2 separate regions of the Sus scrofa genome follow, and region 2 is linked to region 1. A link is a contact called in public Hi-C data. All regions are on one chromosome and are shown on one strand. Each heading gives the region's core, a stretch centred on a gene start, on an enhancer-like site or on the middle of the called end of the contact. The rest is flanking DNA. Distances are from core to core; before and after follow the strand shown.

The links. A called contact is a pair of places that touch in the nucleus more often than the background predicts.
Region 2: a contact with region 1 is called in a Hi-C map of embryonic fibroblasts, with 2.0 times the contacts expected there. The contact joins the enhancer-like site here to the promoter of CDC14A in region 1. A contact is called at or near these places in 1 of 5 promoter capture datasets (liver), 7 of 47 Hi-C or Micro-C datasets (embryonic fibroblasts, epiblast stem cells, fibroblasts and 1 more) and 2 of 2 datasets of contacts at active chromatin or transcription factors (alveolar macrophages and skeletal muscle).

What each region holds. Positions count from the first base shown.
Region 1 is chr4:117,801,208-117,807,511 of Sscrofa11.1, forward strand. CDC14A (dual specificity protein phosphatase CDC14A) reads right to left here and starts at 3,361. Exons shown (of 16, transcript XR_002343573.1): 1 at 2,833-3,361; 2 at 1,950-2,040.
Region 2 is chr4:117,837,876-117,844,478 of Sscrofa11.1, forward strand. No RefSeq gene overlaps it. Among named protein-coding and RNA genes, the nearest start is that of RTCA, 34 kb to the right of the region's middle. Within about 2 kb of position 4,391, at least 24 of the 83 cell types and tissues checked have an H3K27ac peak or open chromatin away from gene starts, as enhancers often do. A contact at or near this core is called in alveolar macrophages, embryonic fibroblasts and epiblast stem cells, where this site is marked.

The DNA.
Region 1 (6,304 bases), core at 2,111-4,610:
GGCTCTGGCGTAGGCCTGTGGCTACAGCTCCGATTCAACCCCTAGCCTGGGAACCTCCATATGCCGCGGGAGCGGCCCTAGAAAAGGCAAAAAGACCAAAAAAAAAAAAAAAAAAAAAAAAAAAAAAAAACCAATGTAAACTGGATGGGTCTCACCGGCAAGTCTTTCTTTACAAGAAATGCAGAAGACTCAATACAAAAAGAATGTGACCTATAGCCCTATCCTAAAATACTAACATTAAAACCACACCCAAGTTTTTTCTCATCTATCAATATTAGAATCAAAAAATCACTAAGCACTGTGTTTAGTTGACTAAATGTAATTTTCTCCTAGATCTAGCAATCCCAAGAGAAGCAACTTAGACCTCAATGCCTGGAACTTGTTCAATGACACCTTAACCTCTGGCATGTCTCTGAAGAATTGAACATAATGGCGTCTACACAGTCCCTACCCTCAGACTCACGAGAGGTCCCCAAACCTTAACACTCAGAAAAATAAAGCCACAACAATGCGCATTCCCAACAAGAGAATGAACACTCCATAAACACTGCTGGCGGTGGCAGTGACATCATCCAGGTACACAAGGTCAGGGAGCAGCCAGCGAGTACTCCCTTCAGTCTAGGAGCAGAGCTGTAATCTGACACCAGGGATTCAGACCTCCTGGCTGTACCAACTCTGGGCTTTCAAGAGCAGCAGCAAAGGGCTCTTTCATTCTCACTTTCACTTCAGCCATTCAAGAAACATTCCCAGCACCACTAAGAGAAATGTCCTGAAGACATCAGTTTCAAGAATCCCCACGATGAAGGGACAATTAAAGACTGTTTTCCCTCAAATAAAAGATATGCTCTTGAAGGTCAAGAATACTCTCACTCTTCCAATGCCTGGTGGTACCCACAAATCCTCAGGCAGAACTGCCAGAAAGCCTCTGAAGAGGACAAGTCCCAGAAAGCTTGCTAGAGTGACTCTCGTTCATTTAGCAATGCTCATTTAACTGCACATTTCGTTAAGACAACAAGAAAGTAAAATTAAATGTTTGTTAGAATATACTGGACTACTCAGACACCAGCTCTTTTAATAAGAGGACACAAACAAGTTAATTCAGCCTTCTTATTCCTTATTACATGTTGCTTTTATTGAATAGAGATTTAGCTCTCTTTTAATTAAATTTGTACTATACTACATAATGTCTTTTCCCTGTGGTTCAAAGGTTACTACACTATAGGATATCTTTTTCCTGTAGCTCAACAGTCTTTCACAGAAAACAGTTCCCTACTTGTATCTTACACTCTCAAATCCTAATCCCACAGAGGCAAAGAAACCAAAGAAAGTAAATTAGCAGTCCTAATACCACTTCCTCAAAGGCAAAAAATATAATACTCTGAAGCTTGGGGCACTCAAATAAAACAACTGAATAATTTAGCCCACAAGTAAAATCCTACTCATAGATGGGACTTGGATACAGCTACCTCCAGCTAAGTGCGCCCCACTTTCCAAATATGAGCTGCACGAACAAAAACATCCTGGGATACAACAGAAGCCTTGTGAACTGCAAAGTTGAAGCACCTGTAAGACACACACTGCCCTATACTCAGCAGGTGCTCCATAAATACTCCATGACTGATTGCACAAGCCAATGACACAATCTGGCAGGGACAGAGGGTGCGTCTCCCGGTCCTGCTCTGGGGAGCGTTAGGAATCTACACTTGCAGTCTGTTGTGGTGGTAGGAAGAATTAACATAGACAGAGGTCTAAAAGGAACAGGGTGATGACAGGTTCAAATTATGTTAATTTTCCGTGCACCTCTCCCCAAGCATCTGAGCCTAAAAATGTGGTATTGTTACCTGCACCACTGGGGGAAGGTGAATGAAACTGCCATGAAGGTGTATAGTGTTTCCAAGGCAAAGAGCCCACAAGCTAAATGGTTGAGGAAAAAAAAGGAAGAAACTTACTTTTCATAGACCAGCTCCTCATCGATGGAGAAATAGTGGGTATTTACTGTACTTTTTGGTCTATTCCTTAAAGTAGCAAAATATAACCGATCTGAAAGACAAGTTTAAAAGACAGGACAAAACATGAGAAGCAGGGAAGCTGGGGGGCGGGTGCTAATACACCAGGATCAAAATAACTGCTAGCCATTATTTAAAGACCCCATTAACACGTGGGATTCTTGCAGAAACCTGATCTCTCCCAGAAAACGAGAGACCCCAGAGCACACACGTTAGAGGAGAGAGAAGAGGATCTGACTGAGGGACTACTTGGGGGGCAGAGCTCCCACATCCCTCTTGTTTCAGGCCAACGGGAGCAGGTAGAAGCTGAGGGTACCCGTAGAACTGGAGGTGCAAGTTGGGTTCAGAAATCTCCAGACCTCGGCAGCTGCGGAAGGAGAAGAGAGAGGCGAGCCTCTCCTCTGCAGCTCCGGAGACTTCAAGAAGAGGAAGGGAGGAGGGACAAGGGAGGTGTGGTTGGAGGTGTCCCGAAAACTGAGCCCAGCAATAGGGGGATAAATGCAACGGAAAGGATCCCCCGGAGCAGAATCCCCACGAGCCGCTGCACGCAGGAGCCCGGCAGAGGCCGGCGCTGTCCCATTCCCGGGCGGGGGAGGCCTTCCGAGGGTGCTGCAGAGGGAACCAGGGACGCAAGAAAGACAGAGAAGCCGGAAGCTGAGGGTCCTCGGGGAGAGGATAGAACCGGGAGGGGACAAGAGCGCGCGCGGCAACTGCTGTACCCTGGGGGCCCCAGGAGAAGCTGGGGACAGTGGTTGGGACAGAGAGCCGAGAAGTGAAGAGTTGGGGGAGAGGGAGGGGTGGAGGATGCGGGGCAGCTGCTTCTCACCTTTCATGAACTCGCAAGCCCCGATTAGTTCCCCTGACTCCGCTGCCATCTTAAGCGAGATATGCACGGTGGAGGGCTGGGTCGTGGCCAGCTGAGGTCACCCGCCCCCGGGGGCTTCCCCACTGCTCGGGAGCTAGGAAGCTTGCAGTCCTGAACAACGAGCCCGCCAGAGAGAGGGAGCAGGCGCCGAAGGCGGAGGCGGCTAGGGGGTCAGCGCGCCGGGCGCCCCGGGGACATTCCGTGGGGAACCCGAGCACGCTCCAAGCGGGGCGCACACGCCCCGGGCTGTGGCCACTCGGATTCGGACCCGGCTGCTTTCGCTGCTCCGCCGCCGCCGCGCCTGGGAAACGCAGACCAGCTCTCACGGCCGGGCAAAGTCTTCCCCCGGCTCCCAGAGTGATCATGGAGGAGAAGACGTCTGGCCCCGATCGCGCCCGTGGCTACTCTTGCGGCAGCGGGCAGGACTCTGGTGCCCGCCGGCTGGCAGCAGCTGCTCCGGCTCCTCCTTCGCCACCTCCTTTCAGCAGCAACTCTTCCTCCTCCTCCCCCTGGGTCCGCCCCCAGACCTTCCTCCCCGCCCTCCCTCAATCCCCTCCACTTTCACGGCTCCGCGGCCATCCCTTAAAGGGACAGCCCCGCTCCTTTCTCCGCGCTGGCTCCGCGCCCCAGTTACCAGGCGCCCCGCGGGTCACTAAGAGCCGGTTGCTAAGGCTTTGTTGCCGTCCACCAATTGCTGTACGGGAAACGCGGCCCTGGGCCCAGAGGAGCCGGGCGGGGCCTCTAGACCAGAAACTTATGAATGAAACTGTGGATTGGGAGTGGTCGCGGAGGGCGCTGCTGCTGCCTCGCAGGCAAGGATGTGCCCGCGCCCCTTCGCTTTCTGCACCAAGTCTTCTTCCCACTCCTGATTCTTCGTCTTTGTCTCTCTCATTCTTTACCTCTCTCGCCCCACTCACCCTTGTTCTAAACTCTGGCATGCGCGCGCACGCAAACCTCACACTTAAAGATCTCAAGTCTCCAAGCCCCACTTTACCTATATAGTTAATATTTCAACCAACCTCCATCTCCACCACTGATGGATTTCTATCTTTATAAAAATAAAATTAAAAAAGAAGCCCTACCTCCTAGCTTAGAAGAACACCTACTGGTTTCCTCTACACATAGTGGACTCTGAATTAACTTGTGCTTTGTTCTCGTGGGGTAAAGCGTTCCCATCCGGCTCCCCAAGTCCTCTCATTTGGGTCGCCACTGTCGGCGCAAAATCATCACAAATGCCTAACCTTTATAGTGCACTGGTCCCAGGCGGGGGCGGGGCGGAGGAGCAAGGCCAGCCGGGTGTGGGGGGAAGTGGGAGAGGGAGCGAACCCGGGAGAGGGCCTCCACGGGGGAAAGTAACACAAAAGAATTTCTTTACGCAGTCTCAGCCGAAGCGCTGCAGGGAGTGGTTCATCTCAAAGAAGCCCTTGACTTGTTTCTGCGAGGCCTCTCGCACAGCTTTAACAACTATCGCTGGGTGTCCTACCGGCGTGCCTAATTAGAGGGCAGTCCCTTCCATATGAAAATGGCGCTACAGACCCATCATCGGAAGAGCATGCGCTCTCAGTGGAGTCTCCAGCAACAGAACAGGATTGTGCCAGCCTTCCGTTTCGCAGTCACTTGTTTACCTCTTGGAGGGAGGGGGCGCGCAAGAGTCGACCGCCTGAAGCCGCGCTCTGACGCCGCCGAGTAAAGTTCAACCCTCTGGTCTTAGCCTGCTAGACTATCCAGAAAGCTAAACCTCCACAGAAAATGATGAATGAATATCATTTAGATATTCCGAAAAAAATATGCGGAACATCTCAGTGATTCTAATCAAACAAACCTATGTAAGGTAGTTAAAAGAAAAACCTATCCTAACACCCAAAGCTTTAAACGCTAAGGCAAGAACCACATAAACTTAAAGCTGGAAGAATCACTGAAGACGACCTCCTGCCATCATCCCCTAAATCTTCCCACGAGAAAAAGAATATCTCAAGACAGTTTTTAAAACCGTGTAAGTCGTCAAAAGATGAGTTGTAGTAAGTGTTCCACTCTGAGATGCAGCCCCCAGCCACAGCCAACAAATTCTAAAGAACCAAGCTCTGCTAAATGTGTTGTCCATATTCAACGATTAGTTGAATTTTGCGTTATATTCCCCCAAAGCCTTGTGTCAACAAGCATGTTGGCCAATTCATACTTTGTTGAAAAGTTCTACGATTTTATATGTGAAACTTACGGAAAAGCAAAATATATGAACGTCTAAATAAACTTGCCCACTTTGCTTAGAAAGCTAAATTAATTCAATAATGGCACTCTATTTCCAAATTTGATGATTAAAATTCATGTAGAATCTAAATTCACTTTTAAAAGTTCCTAACAACCTTTCATCCTAGTGTTGTGTTAGAAAAATTGCATCCAAAAAAAAGTCATTCAACACAAACTTTTAATTTTACTAAGTAGTCTAATGAAAAGACCGCTAATTCTACATTTTCAGAGAAGGCAGATTTAATCAAACACCTCTTGTTATTTTCCAAAATAAATTTACAAAAACATTTTCTTTCATATAATACTGCTTAGAAATTTTGGTCATGAGAAGTGAATTATCACATGAAATAATATGTCTTTAAAATTAAGAACTCAAAAAAGTTTCTTTTTCCTCAGCATATTTGTAATAGTAGTATAATGAAATTTGTGAAGTTAATAAGATTCTTTTTTTAAGTTGCAAGAAAGGAAAATAAGCGGTTGTCGGTATAATCAAATCTCTCTAAACCAAAATTTGCACAATCTAAATGATATTCTTTAAAAAGTCTACAAGGAAAACTGAACAAGGGAACGCACGAACACATGTCAAGGTTCTAATGAGATCATAAAACACTTTATTCTCTCTCTCATGCAGGCAAAGTTCCTACTGGTTGTAGTTTCATAATAAAGGCATGATTTCATAGTCTGTGGAGAAAGATAAGGGAAGAAACTTCTTTCCAGTCACCCAACTCAGTGTAATTTTTAGGAACTGACTTTTAAACAATAAAGAACAATGTTTCACACATAAATGAAATACCTCAGATATCACTCACCTTCAGAATGGGAAGGGAATCTCATACATAGGAATGCAGCTAAGGATAGAACTGTCCCAAGTGGGAAAACAATATTTATTCTAACTCTGCAAATATAGCTTGAGTCCTGCCCCCTATGCCCTGAGAGGCAGTCTGCAGAGCTGGAAAACTCCCGGCTGGAGGCAGCTCCAAAATATGTTGCCACCTTCTGGTTCTAATTCTGCGCCCTGCGGCTGCACTGAACACCCCGACTGCTCTTGGTCACGACAAGTCTTCAAAAACGCAGAGGCAGCTCCTTTGGACCATTTCTCCCCCTTAGTCTTCCCCCGATTAAAATCCCCTTTTCTTCAAAATTTCTTACATGACGTGACTTCTAGTCCCCTTGCGATCCAGTAACTTCC
Region 2 (6,603 bases), core at 3,141-5,640, 38 kb after region 1:
AACCACTGAGCCACAACGGAAACTCCAAGCATCATTGTTTTAATGTTGTCATGTATGTTTACATCTTTGTCAGTTCTGGATGAATTTCTTTTTCTCTTTCTGGCCTCACCCACAGTCGGATTAAATCAATAGGTCAGTTGCGACCTACGCCACAGCTGTGGCAATGCTGGATCTTTAACCTACTGCCCAGGCCAGGCACTGAACCCATGATGCCAGAGAGACAATGCTGGATATTTAGCCCACTGTGCCACAGCAAGAACTCCATGGATGAGTTTCTATTGATTCATTTTTCTTATAATTATGGTTCAGACTTTTCTGCAGGCTGGCAATTTTTTTTTTTTTTTTTTTTTTTGTAAGGCCCACACCCACGGCATATGAAGGTTCCCAGGCTAGAGGTCGAATTTGAGCTACAGTGCCAGCCTACGCCACAGCAATACAGATCCAAGCCACATCATAGCCCACAGCACTGGATCCTTAACCCACTGAGCGAAGCCAGGGATCAAACCCGTATCCTCATGGATGCTAGGCCGGTTCATTAACTGTTGAGCCACCACAGAAACTCCCAGCCCGGTAATTTTTTATTGGATGCCATTGTTTTTTCCCTTGCTAGGTGCCAGATATTTTTGTTTTCTTATAAATAGCCTTGAGATTGGTTCCGGGCCACAGTTAAGTTAGTAGGAGACAGTCTGGCCCTTTTAGAACTCTTTCAAGATTTCTAGGTGGGCCCAAATCGGCATTTATTCTAGGGCTAATAAGTCCTCATTTCTGAGCCGTCTTGAGTGCTGTATACAATGAATCATCAATCAGGCTGTTTTCTAATTTGGTGAAGGCAGGCAGGAGAGGGGGGTGGGGTTGGAGGGGGGCAGTGGACAAGTACTTTTCCTAGTCCTTTGTGTACACCAAATGCGATTCCCTTGAATGTTCTTGGGTGATTCCTTTCAGCCTCAGGTAGTTTCCTCACATGCATGCACTCTTCAATACTTTGGTGAATATTTGAGGGGAACCCTCTTGCCAGGCTCTGGACTTCTCTGTGATGCTCACTCCCTCTCCTCATACTTTGTCCGGCAAACTCGCGCCATCCAGGCCACCTCAAGCTCTCAGTCAATATCCTTAACCTAGAGAGTTCACCAGGCTCTACTTGAGGTTTCCCTCCCTGTGCCATGGCTTAAAAACTCTCTTGGCAGTCAGCTGGGGCAATCACAGAGCTCACAGTTTTCTTCCATCTCTCAAAGAATGCTGTCCTTCATTGCCTGGCATTTAATACTTGCAAATTACTGTTCCATATATTTGGTTGACTTTTTAAACTGTTTCAGGCAGAAGGGTAAATTTCTTCCATCTTGGCTGGAAGCAGAAGCCTAATAAATTATTTTTATTATAATGTTAGGTAAATTAACATTGAAAAGTTGTAAACCCCTTATACATATAACCTTTCTAACTGCTACACCTGCAGAATATGGAAGGTCCCAGTCTAGGGTCCAACTGGAGCTGTAGCTGCTGGCCTACGCCACAGCCAAGGCCATGCCAGACTGGAGCCGTGTCTGCAACCTACGCATCAGCTCATCAAATCCGCATCCTCATGGATACTAGGCAGGTACATAACCTGCTGAACCACAACAGGAACTCTTACATATAACTCTTATACAATTAAAAAGTTTTAAAATGTTATAAATTAATTACAATCAAATCCAAGAGAGAATTAATAGCAGTCATTCAAATTAATAACATTAGTTTATGATGCGATTTGGTTTAAGCAAGGCATAACATTAATTGTTCAAATATATGTTGGCTTTACTTTGGCTGTGGTGACTCGCTTTTCCCATCAGTTCTCTGTACTTTAAAAAAAAATTTATGGAGTTCCCGTCGTGGTGCAGTGGTTAACAAATCCGACTAAGAACCATGCAGTTGCAGGTTCGGTCCCTGCCCTTGCTCAGTGGGTTAACGATCCGGCATTGCCGTGAGCTGTGGTGTAGGCTGCAGTCATGGCACAGATCCCGTGTTGCTGTGGCTCTGGCACAGGCTGGTGGCTGCAGCTCCGATTCAACCCCTAGCCTGGGAACCTCCATATGCTGTGGGAGCGGCCCTAGAAATGGCAAAAAGACAAAAAAAAAAAAAAATTTATTATAGCTGATTTACAGTGTTCTGAGCTCTCTGTATTTCAATCACTGAAAAATATTCATCTGTTCAATACACCATGACATCATTCAGCCTCTACTTTGTTCAGATGTTTCACTTATATGTTAAGTCTACCCCTGTTCCTTTTGGTGCCTGTGCAATTATATGTGGAACTGTGAATACTGAAATTTTGAAGCAGTATTTAGCCACAGAGTGGGTACCCAGATGATCCTGAATATGCTTATATTTTATAATATGAATATGATTAATATATTAAGTAATCATTTAATTGAAAAAAAATAAATTCTTGTATAAAACATCCATTTGATATACACTGTTTCAATGCGAGACAATGAAACTTTTTTTTTTTTTTTGTCTTTTTGCTGTTTCTTGGGCCGCTCCGGCGGCATATGGAGGCTCCCAGGCTAGGGGTCCAATTGGAGCTGTAACCACCGGCCTACACCAGAGCCACAGCAACACAGGATCCAAGCCGCGTCTGCAATCTACACCACAGCTCACAGCAACACCGGATCCTTAACCCACTGAGCAAGGCCAGGTATTAAACCCACAACTTCATGGTTCCTAGTTGGATTCGTTAACCACTGAGCCACGACGGGAACTCCGACAATGAAACTTTTATCAAGTTGGCAGCTACAATGAAAATGCTAAAGATGTATTTGAGCCAAGAGAATTCCTAAGAGATAATCATTTTAAAGACGACTGTTAATGAGAAAAAAACAGTGACTTCAGCTGAGATGAGCTAAGAGACACCTGCAAGAGAAAGGTGGAAATTCTAAGAGAATAAAACACACACACAGAGTAGAAAAGTGTGACAGCTGGTCACCTACAAAGGAGGTAAATAAGAAGAGAAACTGCAAAGGAAGAATCCAAAGAATATCACTATTTGATAGAAAAAGAAATGAGGCAAGGAGAAAATAGATTATCTAGGATCTTTATGAATAATATAAGAGTGACAGAAAAGCACCCTCATTTAGAGCAGGAAAAGAAAAGCTATAAGCAAGCCAAATTAAAGAAGAAAAATCAGGGCAGCTTTTATCAAAAGCCGGGGCATAGATCTAAATCACACACAGGATGGAATCGAGTTCTTTCTGAGGAGGGAAGGTGAGTTTTTCAACCCTGCACAGGACCAGCTTGTCTGCGAAAGTAAGTCGCCGGAGTGCCTCACACAACAGGAATCCTGCAAGACAGCAAAAGGAGAACACTACAAGGTGCTTCCTTTCTACACAGACTTCGGCTTAGTTTCGAGGGCTTGTCTGTGGGGCTCTGCATCTGCTTTGGGTTTCCGGAGTGCTCTCCTGGTTTGACCTATCACTTCTCTATGACCCCTGACTCTCACGAACTTTTTGCTACTGGATGACTTGAGCGGCCCTCCTGATTGCTCTTGTGCTTTATTCCTGGCCTTTTCACTGGCTTCCCTGAACCTGGTATACCTACCGACTCCATTTCTCCTTGATTCAGTGATGTCAGGGTGAGGGAAAGTCCTTCGGGGAACAGAAAGAGCCAGAGTACGGAAGGGGGGAAAGGCCACCAGAGTAACGATACTCCCAAGGGTGAGGTCCTTACGGAGACCTAAGAGCTAGGTGCAATGCCAGGAAGAATATCTGTTCAGTACTTTAAACCTGCAGGTCGGCTTGGCAAGTGTGCATACCTAGGAGATTTAATAACTATGTAAACCAACAGAATGATATGAAGTGCACTTGAGAAAAAAAATCTCAAGGGAGTTTGGGAGTTCCCTTGCGGCACAATGGGTTAAGGGGCTGGCGTCACTGCAGCTTCTTGGGTCAGACACTGCTATGGCATAGGTTCAATCCTTGGCTCAGGAATATCTACATGCCACATGTGCAGCGAAAAAGAAAAAAAAATTAAAAATCAATTATCCATTACCTAGTCTGATGGTAAAGATAAAATGAGAACATTGTCCCTTTAAGTCAAAGAGTTTATGAATAATTCAACTGCGGTAAGGGGTTGCACATACTACATGCTCAATAAATCGTACATTCCAAAAAAAACCAAAAGTGTTTATGCCTCAGAATCCCCACTGTGCAACAGAGGTCATTTGTCCACATAAACCTAGACAGTGCACGCTGGAGTAAAGGGGGGGTGCCAGGAAAGTGAGAGAAAGCGGGGAAAGGCAGGATTCTGGACTCCTGGCCTTTGGTAGGAAAATCTTTCTTTCCCCTTTGTGTTCTCTGGTGCAGAGAGGAGGGAAATGAGTCACATCAGGAGTGACTCATTTAGCTCAAAGGCTCCTTGGGAATTTAACGTCATCCACTCTCATACACCCCACCATGGAGCTGGTAACATCAGAGGCAGTGTGACAAACCTACAGGTTCTCATCACCGGACCCTTTTATGACAAAAAGGCCATGAGGACATTCGCAGTATTTGTCTGATAAGACAGCACTTATGGGGCAGGTACAAAGATAGCCTGTAATTCAGGAGACCCTGAGGCTTCACCATGCAGTCTCATTTCACCTGAAGTAATGACTGCTTTATCTATCATTATTCTACTTAGGAATATACTGATGACTAAAAAATGTTCTGCCCCAGGAAGCAGAATTATTTTAATGATGTTTATCTCAATATTGTGATTTTTTTTTTATGTTTTGTACAAGTATCTGAATGTTTTCACTTAGTTTATAATAAAAATAGGATCCTAATAAAACATACAAAGAATTTTAGAGCTGGAAAGAATATCAGATTCCAGTCCTCTTTATTTTATAAACAAACTGAGCTCTACAATGATTAAGTATTTCAACAGAAGTCACACTCTGTAAAAGCTTAAGAATACTTTTCCCATGAAAAATTCAAGGCTCCCAGGGCTTAGTTAATTCACCTAAAGTCAACAACTAATAAATGATGAAGTTAGTATTCAAACGGATGTCTCCTCTGGCTTCGGAGGCAGCTGTGATAGGGTTCTAAAAGAGCAATCTGATACCAGCACCCATTATGTGGTGTAGCCTTTGTCTTGCAGACAGAGACTGTTCTGCATACCTAGATGGGTAATGTGAGTGCAGTGACGCGCCACATTCTGAATCAGTGCTAAGCAAGGGCAAAAAGGATTCTGGGTTGTCCTTCTACTTGGGTTTCTGGAATCTGATACTACTGTAAACAAAATAACAACTTGCACTTGTTTTTCCCCCAGAGTCTTAACTGAATTCTTTCTAGCTTTTCCCCAGCCCTGGAGCCTCCAGGAGTAGTTCCATCTCAACAGGGGTCACCCACGTGGGCTCCTTTTGAAAATATACAGATTCCTGTGTCCCACTCAGAATTAATATTTCCAGGTAGGAGCGGTGGACTGGGAGTTTTCATCTTTATAAGCCTCCGGAGGCTTATAAACACTGAAGTTTGAGAACCACTGAGATTACACAGAAATGTCATTGAGATTGCAACAGTCTTTGCCTGAAAATAACAGAACTGAAATTATGATTAAAATAGAGTAGCCAAGTAATTCTTCCTTAGTCAGGAAACTGAACTTTTTTAGGAGTGTAGTTTAAAAACTATGTTCAATTACCTTCATGATTTAATGTATTCCAGATACATGATAATGTGGAAAATAGAGGAAAATGGAAAGAAATAGCAATTCCCATTAGACAGCTACTTTTAACATTTTGATATATACCTTCCTACATTTTTTCCCAAGAAAGCTGCCTTTGCCTAACATAAGGATGACTTAGAAATACGTGCCTTAGAAGTAACATTGGGTCAAACCTGCGTTAGTACAAGCAGTCACACTGACAGAAGCACTGTACTCAGGGAAGGCAAATCTATACCCTCAGGTTCTTTCCAGGGAGGACACCTGCTGCCTCCTCCATGGTGACCAACCTGCCATGAGGTATTCTTCCCGTCTTGTTGAGGGAAAAGTGCTATGTAGAGGGGCCAGCGCCAGTCTCTGCTGTGGGCAGGCCAGGCGCTCAGCAGTAAGAACACCCAGATCAGCCTGGGAGAGGGAGGGCCGTGCTGCTGGGCCTGCACAGGCCCCCTCACTCCCACCACTGTGGCCGCTGAGCAAGCATGAAGGTAACTGCAGAGGAGGCTGACTGGCAAACCACAGAGCAGTTTACTTCTGTCCACTTGTTTACTGCAAGTATCCTCTACATGGATGCCTTCTGCGGTGTTGTGAGATGTACATTTTTTTCAAACTCTATGTTCATTCTGCAAGTTTCACCCACATACCTCTTCCCCATCTTCTGTCACCAATCTGACAAAACTGCTTTTCTTTTTCTTTACTTTTCTTTCTTTCTTCTTTTTTTTTTCCTTTGCTTTTTAGGGCCGCACCTGTGGCATATGGAGGTTTCCAGGCTAGGGGTTGAATCAGAGCTGCAGCTGCCGGCCTATGCCACAGCCAGAGCCATGAGATCTGAGCCTCGCCTGCGACCTATACCAAAGCTCACAGCAACGCTGGATCCTTAACCCACTGATTGAGGCCAGGGATTAAACCCGTGTCCTCATAATTCCAAGTAATTCTTCC